Linked DNA regions of Sus scrofa: all the other regions are linked to region 1. The links are chromatin contacts, called in public HiChIP or PLAC-seq maps. All regions are on one chromosome and are shown on one strand. Each heading gives the region's core, a stretch centred on a gene start, on an enhancer-like site or on the middle of the called end of the contact. The rest is flanking DNA. Distances are from core to core; before and after follow the strand shown. Region 1 has its middle 68 kb from the start of ARHGAP28. Region 2 overlaps ARHGAP28 (rho GTPase-activating protein 28). Region 3 overlaps ARHGAP28 (rho GTPase-activating protein 28).

The links. HiChIP or PLAC-seq counts read pairs in DNA pulled down with a chosen protein or histone mark.
Region 2: a contact with region 1 is called in an H3K27ac HiChIP or PLAC-seq map of skeletal muscle. The contact joins two enhancer-like sites. A contact is called at or near these places in 1 of 47 Hi-C or Micro-C datasets (embryonic fibroblasts) and 1 of 2 datasets of contacts at active chromatin or transcription factors (skeletal muscle).
Region 3: an H3K27ac HiChIP or PLAC-seq map of skeletal muscle shows a contact between it and region 1, with 4 times the contacts expected there. The contact joins two enhancer-like sites. A contact is called at or near these places in 3 of 47 Hi-C or Micro-C datasets (embryonic fibroblasts and skeletal muscle) and 1 of 2 datasets of contacts at active chromatin or transcription factors (skeletal muscle).

Annotation. Positions count from the first base shown.
Region 1 is chr6:100,747,303-100,750,002 of Sscrofa11.1, forward strand. No RefSeq gene overlaps it. Among named protein-coding and RNA genes, the nearest start is that of ARHGAP28, 68 kb to the left of the region's middle. Within about 2 kb of position 1,424, at least 10 of the 83 cell types and tissues checked have an H3K27ac peak or open chromatin away from gene starts, as enhancers often do. A contact at or near this core is called in skeletal muscle, where this site is marked.
Region 2 is chr6:100,608,561-100,611,280 of Sscrofa11.1, forward strand. The region is part of intron 1 of ARHGAP28 (rho GTPase-activating protein 28); the gene reads right to left. Among named protein-coding and RNA genes, the nearest start is that of ARHGAP28, 71 kb to the right of the region's middle. Within about 2 kb of position 1,406, at least 29 of the 83 cell types and tissues checked have an H3K27ac peak or open chromatin away from gene starts, as enhancers often do. A contact at or near this core is called in skeletal muscle, where this site is marked.
Region 3 is chr6:100,572,636-100,575,335 of Sscrofa11.1, forward strand. All of the region lies in intron 1 of ARHGAP28 (rho GTPase-activating protein 28), which reads right to left. Among named protein-coding and RNA genes, the nearest start is that of ARHGAP28, 110 kb to the right of the region's middle. Within about 2 kb of position 1,291, at least 10 of the 83 cell types and tissues checked have an H3K27ac peak or open chromatin away from gene starts, as enhancers often do. A contact at or near this core is called in skeletal muscle, where this site is marked.

The sequences.
Region 1 (2,700 bases), core at 174-2,673:
TTCGCCGAGGCTGAGTGGGGATGAGTCCTGGTACAGTGCTGGTGGACAGGCCAGCCCCAGGATGTCTTTAATGGGAAGGGGGGTGTGGAGAGGGCTGCAATAGGGGACAGAGGACCCCACAGTGTCACCCGGCTCCCTGTGGAAACTTCATGTTTTGGAGCCTGACAAAATGAGACGCTGACTTATAGACTTTCCTCCTTGATTTTGTCCTCTGCTTTAGGTAAACAGGATTGGACAGGGTGCGGCTAAAACAGCGGAGTTTAGCCTCTGTCTCTGGTAAAGGATCTTAAGCTGGTGTGAGTTTGGGGGCTCGTTCAGGCTCACCATCAGCTCCCAGGATTGTATTTCTCTGCTAAGCAGTTCTGACGGCAAGTTTCACTACTCACACATAGCAGATAACTGCATGCTCATTCCAGGAAGACCTGGGGCTAGGATCAGAGCAAAGGCTTGCCTGGCACCCTTTTAAGGCATAGTTGGCCCAGCTCCCAGCCCAGGACAGCAGGGAGTCCACGCCAAGCCCGCAGCAGCCAGGGCCCATGGGTCCGAGGCCCAGTGGACCCGTCTTCCCTGTGGTTCCAGGGTCTTCAGATGCCCTCATGTTGTACTGTTTGCCTGCTTATGGTGTCGGCTTCACCGCTCGACCCTCCTTCAAGACAGGACCATTTCTCTGTCCTTAGTGTCACTAGCCCAGTATAGATGAGTCAGGCAAGAGATGGGCTCCGGGGTAGACATTTACATCCAGCCTCTTGTTTACATTCCCTGAGACAGGTTCTGGTTTCAGCCTCTAGCTGTTCTAGTGGCTAGGATTCCTAGTTTTCATCCAGGCTCCCAGGTTCAATTCCTCTTTTTTTTTTTCCTTCTCTCTTTGTAGGGCTGCACCCCCAGCATATGGAAGTTTCCAGGCTAGTGGACCAATCAGGGCTGCAGCTGCAGGCCTACACTGTAGCTTAATCTGAGCGAGGCCAGGGATTGAACCCACATACACATGGATACTAGTAGCCAGGTTCTTAACCCACTGAGCTGCAAAGGGAACTCAGAACCAGGTTCAATTCCTGAGCAGACAATTCAGATCTCGCTTCAAGTCATCACTCACTGCTGTCTTTCAGAGATCACAGGCATAAGGATAAAAGTGAATACCTCGCTGTTAAAACAAAAAGCACTGTACCCATGATTTGTTTAAATTCTGACTGATGAGGTGGAGGTTCAATCTATGAGCCAACAGGTAACACAAAGAACCAACAGCCCGCAGCAGTGGGGAGGCATGGGTGGACTTCTGAGCTCACAGCCGGCGCAGGAGCGTGGCTCTCCTCCTCTCCTTCTCTCTTTGTGTTTCTGCCTTGGCTCTGAGCCCTTGGGAACTGCTGTCCTTGTCACCTCTGGATGTAGCGGAAACAAGCACAGCTGGTTAAGCCCTCAGCTGTCAGGGGGCCGAGCAGCTGTGGCGCTGGAGGGCCAGCCAGGAAGCCTGGGCCCCGAGGGGCCGGGGAGGAGGGGCCGTGGGCCTCCCAGGAATGCTGTGTATTTAAGTGGCCTTCTCCTTGCCAGCCCTTCTCATTGTCTGCAGAAAACCAGGACACTGCTCATTGCTGACTCTCTTGGTGATGGTTTTTGAGAGGGTTGGTTAACATCTCAGTTAACCAGCCAGGTTAGGGAGTGGTGGGGGGGAGGGGGGGAGGAGATGGTCCTGGTAATTGACATTCCTCAGCCAATGCAAGGAATACTCCTGGCGGCCAGGGCCCCAGCCCAGCAAGGGTGCCTCTTAGCAGCACAACTGTTCCGGTTCATGTTTCAATCTTGCATTTACTTCCCAGCCCCATCTCCTCCATCTTTGGGTCCGAGGAAACCATTGCAACACCATCAAAATATTTTTAAAGGCCTCGTAAAAGAACACCATTTTGTCCTTGGTGACTTTGAGGTAACAGAATTTTCTTGAGAGAAACCCACATGGTTTCTCCGTTGACAGACTGAGAAAACTGTCCCGGAGGGAGAACATTGATTAGAAACCAAGCCGTGGCAATAATTCTGGAAAACAATGGGGGAGTTGTTAACATCGTGGGCAGTTAAAATGCAAATGTCAAGTTGCCTACTAATCCCTTGGCCTAGCCTGGCTGAACAAGCAAAAGTGAAAAGTTAAATTATTTTCCTCTTTGAAATAAGAGCCTGAAAGGTGGCCAACACAAAACTCCAGAAACCATGGAGAAATGTGTTGGATATATATATTCCTTTATCAACCAGATCTGCTGTCCAAAACAGAGATCGGGCCCTGTCTACACTGTAACATCAGAAGCCAGTTTTTTCCCCTGTAGTATGTAGACAGAGAGCTTCTTTTTTTTTTTTTTTTTTTTTTTTTTTTTGTCTTTTTAGGGCCACACTCCTGGCATATGGAGATTGCCAGGTTAGAGGCTGAATTAGAGCCGTAGCTGCTGGCCTACACCACAGCCACAGCAACACCAGATCTGAGCGGCATCTGTGATCTCCACCACAGCTCACCTCATGGCAACCCTGGCTCCTGAACCCAGTGAGCAAGGCCAGGGATCAAACCTGCATCCTCACGGATGCTAATCAGATTCGTTTCCACTGAACCATGATGGGAACTCCTGGTCAAAGACCTTTTGGTGGGGTCACTTTTGGGGTCCTGGCTTTCCTAAGCTAACACACAGGGCAGGTGGTATGAATCAATTTGAGAATATTCAGATGTTC
Region 2 (2,720 bases), core at 156-2,655, 140 kb before region 1:
CTTATCTGTAAACTGGGGATAAATGCCTTTGCGTGGAGTTCTTTGTGACGATGAGTGACACAGTCTTTGTAAAATGCCTGCACGCACTCCATAACCCCACTCCCACCACGATCATCAAAACCTCAGATTCTAGTGGTAGGCGTTCTCATAGTTCAGGCCTTCTGATACTTGGGAATTTATACTATTTTTGAAAATGTTTCAGATGGACTTGTGTACCGCTGATGCCTGCCTTCTTCTATCTCACAGATGAGAAAGCAGTTCTTGAAAAAATTGCACCCTTTTATTAGTGAGGCCTCTCCACAGACTTGCCTAATTCAAAAGGAGACTCTGCTTTAGGGTTTTTGTTAGGAGGAGGAGGAGCAGCAGAGGTGTTACCAGCAGCCTGAGATGGTCAAGTGATAAAAATCTCTAATGTTTTACCTAAAATACACTAAAATATTCCCACCAACTGAATAGCCTGAGGTTGTCAAAGAATGAAATGAAAGACAACGGGTGTATACTCCGCTGTTATATAAAAAGAACTTTTGAAGTAAGTGTACGCTCTGTTGGCCGCATTATAATTACATTGCTACAAAGCACCCTGCCTGGACTATTCCTGCCATGCCTGTGGATGCCCTCCACCAGCATTGAAGGTAGCTGGTCAACCAGCAGACTCTCTTCACTGGCGTCAGCAGGCAAGACTGTCGTGCGTTCCTGTGTCCCTATCTCCAGCATTCTTGGCGAAGTTTACGGAAGCACTATTTGGAATTAGCATTGCAACTTGTGGAACAGGAGGAAAGACAGGGTGAAAACCTCTCTGCTATTATCAGAAATACTGCGCCTTCTGTCTTTTTATGCAACATAATGAACCTTTCAGGTCCCAAATAGTGATTTTTTTTTTTCTCTTTCGGTGAAGGACCAACCTGGATTCTTGGAAAGTCTAAAAACAGAACTCTGCATTTCACCCAAGGTATCCTTTACATAGCTGGCCCCAATTTTATTATGTATTTTCATAAGAGAAAGAAAAAATTGTCTTCATGTTCCTTTAATGAACTACATCTAACAAATGGAGAGTTACTTACACAGACGTCCATAGCTAACAGAGACAAGACCTGTTTGCTCTGCTCACTTATAAAGCCTGAGTCTGTCTGGGGCCTGAGCTTTGTCAGCCTATCATTTATTCATCACTAAAGTCGCCGCGCAATGAATGTCCATCTCATCAGCCCTCACACTGTCCAAACACTCCTCTCAATAGGATTTTCCCCGTAAAAACTCCACAGGCTTCTCTATCGCTAAGAAACAATTCCTTCCTTCTGTTTAGACAAGCACTTGGAGGCAACTGTGGGTGGAATCTTCTCTCTGTGATGGCCTGACTGCCTGCTTGCACCACGCCTTCAGAAAGCGCAAAGGCTCTTGCACAGTCTCCCAAGGCGGTGGTAAATTGCTTCCCCATGTCCTCACTCCAATAATACTGCACATCTCGACTGAGCTGCCTTTGCTCTCTGCTTTTGGAAAACTTCCAGGCAGGGTCTGTGTTTACGTCAGCAAGACTGATTCAAAACACCACCTCTGGGGTTTTAAGCAGGCTTGGAAACACATTCCTGCACTCAGCTCAACTGGGGTCAGTAGGAGGCCTTCCAGTAAATCTGTGACTTCACTTTGTCATTCTACTTATTACAGAGGGCCAACTGATTTCCTTTCAGCTCACCTCATAAGCTATTTTGTTATTTTTCATAAAATTTCTGCCAGATCCCTGGCTATGAGAACCTTGAATTATTACGCCCATTGTCTTCAGAATTCCTTATCTGCAAAGATTCTGCTTGCTTTCGTAATAAGGTAGGCGTTGTTGTTCTGTTTTCCATCTGATTTTTTTTTCCTTTACCTTAGAATCATAAAAATCAGGTCCTTTGTTTACATTTTCAAATCTAAACAGAAATCACATCTTAAAATTGTCTTTGATTAGCACAGGGTCTAGTCAATCAATCCCTGGGCTTAAGAGTGAACAAGGGCCTTACTAAATGTATAAAAGATAAGGCACGTACAGGGTTGGGGTGGGAGGGTAGGGCAGCGTGCTGGGATTACAGGCAGAACCACAAGGGCTATCACAAGGAAACTGTAGAATGTGAAACTCAAAACGGTTTCTAAATATGATGCAAATTCCTTATTAATGACAAGATTTAAAGACTCCTTATTTAGTAATAATCATCAAAGCACAAAAGTGCTAAATTATTTTCACAAATAAATGAGCACATCAAGTTCTTGCCACAATCCTAGACATCATGCTGGAAATTTTATCCCTTACCATGAAACTTAATTTTGCTTACTGCCACCCCCTGAAATCTGAGGTAAGACTAAAAAAATTTCCCTATCCCCCCAATACCAAAAATAAATAAATAATAATTCCATCTAAGCAGGCTTTCTTATCACACTCTAATCTAAAAAATCGGCTCAATGACGCTAAAGTAGACTTCACCTTTGATTACAAAATACACTAGTAAAACAACTTAAAAACAACAAAGAAACTACAAACATACCTTCAAAATAGAAAGATGATGCTACTTACCTAAAAAGAACCCAGAATACCCTGAAGCAAATGATTCTGATCTAATTTAAAGGAAATGAAATTCAAATAAACAACAAAACCACCCTTCCTGATACTTCCCCTTCCCTCCAAAAGACAAAGGACAAGAAAAGGAATAAAAAGAAAATAAAAGACAGATATAGAGCCTTGACAAAGTGGC
Region 3 (2,700 bases), core at 41-2,540, 170 kb before region 1:
AAAGAATATAATGTGATTTAGAGAAAAGCTCTGAAGCCAGCTAGCAGGTATGAATGTGGGCTCTGCCACGTCCTAGATCTACAACCCTGAGCAAGCTATTGAACCACTGCACCTTCATTTCCGAATCTGTAAAATGGAAATATTAACATATACATTCCATGTATTATGTTGAGGATTAAGTGAGTTAATATATGTGAATTGTACGGCACATCGTAATTAGTAATCCCCTGGGTTATTACAATAATTTGTTAGCATGCCTATGGCTAGGTTTAGGGTCAGGCTAAAACAGGTGCTAAAATATCACCAGGGCATTAAAATGTCACTAAGAATATAATGAGGTACATAAAAATTGCATTTAGCAGAAAGCATCTCTGACCTAACCCCATTCCAAAGCCTTGTCTCCCTAACTCCCTTGGCCAGAACTAGCCATCTGACACAATTCAGCCAAGTCTCAGAAGAAAAGTCCCTCTGCACACCTTCAATATTATCTTTGGTTTTCCTGCTACAGATGGCATCCCTTTCTCTTTCTACTTCTCCCTTACTGGAATGTAGACAAGATGACTGGTGCCTCGGCAGCCATCTTACAACCATAAAAGAAAATTCAGGAAAATTGTAGTGATCAGCTACGATATTACTGGGTCTCAGAAATAACATCAGATGCTACCTATTCTCTAGACTTGTAAAAATGTGAGAAAAATGAACTCCTATTCAAAAAAAGGCCATTCTAATCTTTGTTGTTGTTATTATTATTGTTGTTGTTCTTGCAGTCTAAATGATTCCTAATTGATGAAACTAGAAGGAATACTTTAATAAGTCACTTGGGGTGGGGGGAGATGAGACACCATCTCCACTCCACTAAGGGGAATATTCAAAGACATTAGACAGTCAGTAACCTGCCTCCTTAAGGAAAGTGGGCTCTAATGTAATGACTTCCCATTTTAAGGGCTGCCAAATAATTAGCTAACACCATGTCCTGCTCTGGTCTTGATCTGTATATTATCCAGTTAATTTTCATTCCTGCTGAAGAGATTCCTGCCTGAATACACAGGGAATATATTACATTGCCCTCAAATCAAATGTGTTCCAAGACTTTTTGGAAGAATGTATCAAAATCAAAGAGTTCCCCTTCTCTTTCTGAAAGAAGAGGACTGAATCTCCCCGCTGTCACTGTCACTGCACCACATCGAAGGCAGCACTGTGTGACCTCCAGAGAAACCATCCTGGATTCTGCCCGCAGTGGCCTGTGCACCAGGGTTCTTGCAAGAGAAACCTCTCTCTCCATGACAGACCCTGGACACAATCCCAGTAATGCAGCTGTTTGCCCTCTTAGCTTCCTGGGGAGGTCACTCAGAATGACAAGAGTAAGAGGACAAATCCCTTGTTTTCAGACTCTGGCTTCTCAGTATCTTTCTAACATGCTTATAAACAAGCTCGACTTGGGTGTCCTGGAAAAAGCACTTGAAAGGCAATGGCGATAAAAAGAAGCTATAGTTTCAGAGGAGGTTCCCGCTCCGTCTCAGGCTCCTGTCTCTGTCTTTCTCTAACATTCTGGCATCCTTTGCTCCTCATCCTGCCAGCCCAGTTTTCTGTTCCTTTCTTGGCCTTCCTCACCCCTCATAGGGGAACGAGGAGAAAGCTGATGAAGCTATTCCCTCAAAAGGTAAACAGGTCTGCTTGAATCTCTCTGCTGGCAGAAAAAGATACAGAAAAATGTGTTTGTAGATTAGAGGGAGGCTTAAAACAGCAAACAAATCTCAGTCACTCAGCAGGGAATATTTGAAATGGTTTTGAAAGCTGGAATTTATTTTAACCAGTTGAGGTTCACCACTGCAATTAAATTCTTCTGAGTCTATGTATCACTTCTGAGCGCAGGCACTGGGCTAGAAATGGGAAAAGTGACAATGAAGAAATAACGACTTCCAACACTGAACTCCAGCAGTTACAAAGAAGGAGGCTCAAATGGGGCCACTGGCTCTTCTGTAAGGTAGAACGACAAAACCTTTTTGTGGAGGTGGGGGGAGAATGGCATAGTTTTCTGTACATCTTCCATTGAAAGGAAAGCAACCCCACAAGCTTGATTCTGAACGAACATAATTTGCTATGTTCTGTATACTGTTCTACCAAGAAAAGGCCACTAAATAAAATCAACCTTTGTACAGTTGCCACATAATTACAATACATCACTGACATGGGTGTATATAAATATACACATGGCAAAACCAAAATACAATGGCTCTTAAACGTCCTCTACTTTGGCGGAGGGGAAGGGGAAGTAGAGAGTGACTGCTGATGGGTATGGGACTTCTTTTTGGAATGATGAACACGTTCTGGAATTGATTAGTGATGGTATCACAACTTTGTGAATATACTAAAAACCACTGAATTGTACACTTTACAAGGGTGACTTTTATGTTATATAAATTATATCTCTATTTTTTAAATCATATAAGAAAATTCCCTGTAATTTTTTTTGAAATCAGATAATTACTTAAAAGTGCTTTGACACCGATAGTACCAAACACTGGTGAGGATGTGGAGCAAGAAGAATTCTCAGTCACTACTGGTAGGAATGTACAATGGTACAGACACTTTGGAGGACAGTTTGGTGGTGTCTTATAAAACTAACCACACTCTTAGGATCCAGTCATCACTCGCTCCCCAGTATTTACCCAAAGGAGTCGAAAACCTATATTCAGACAA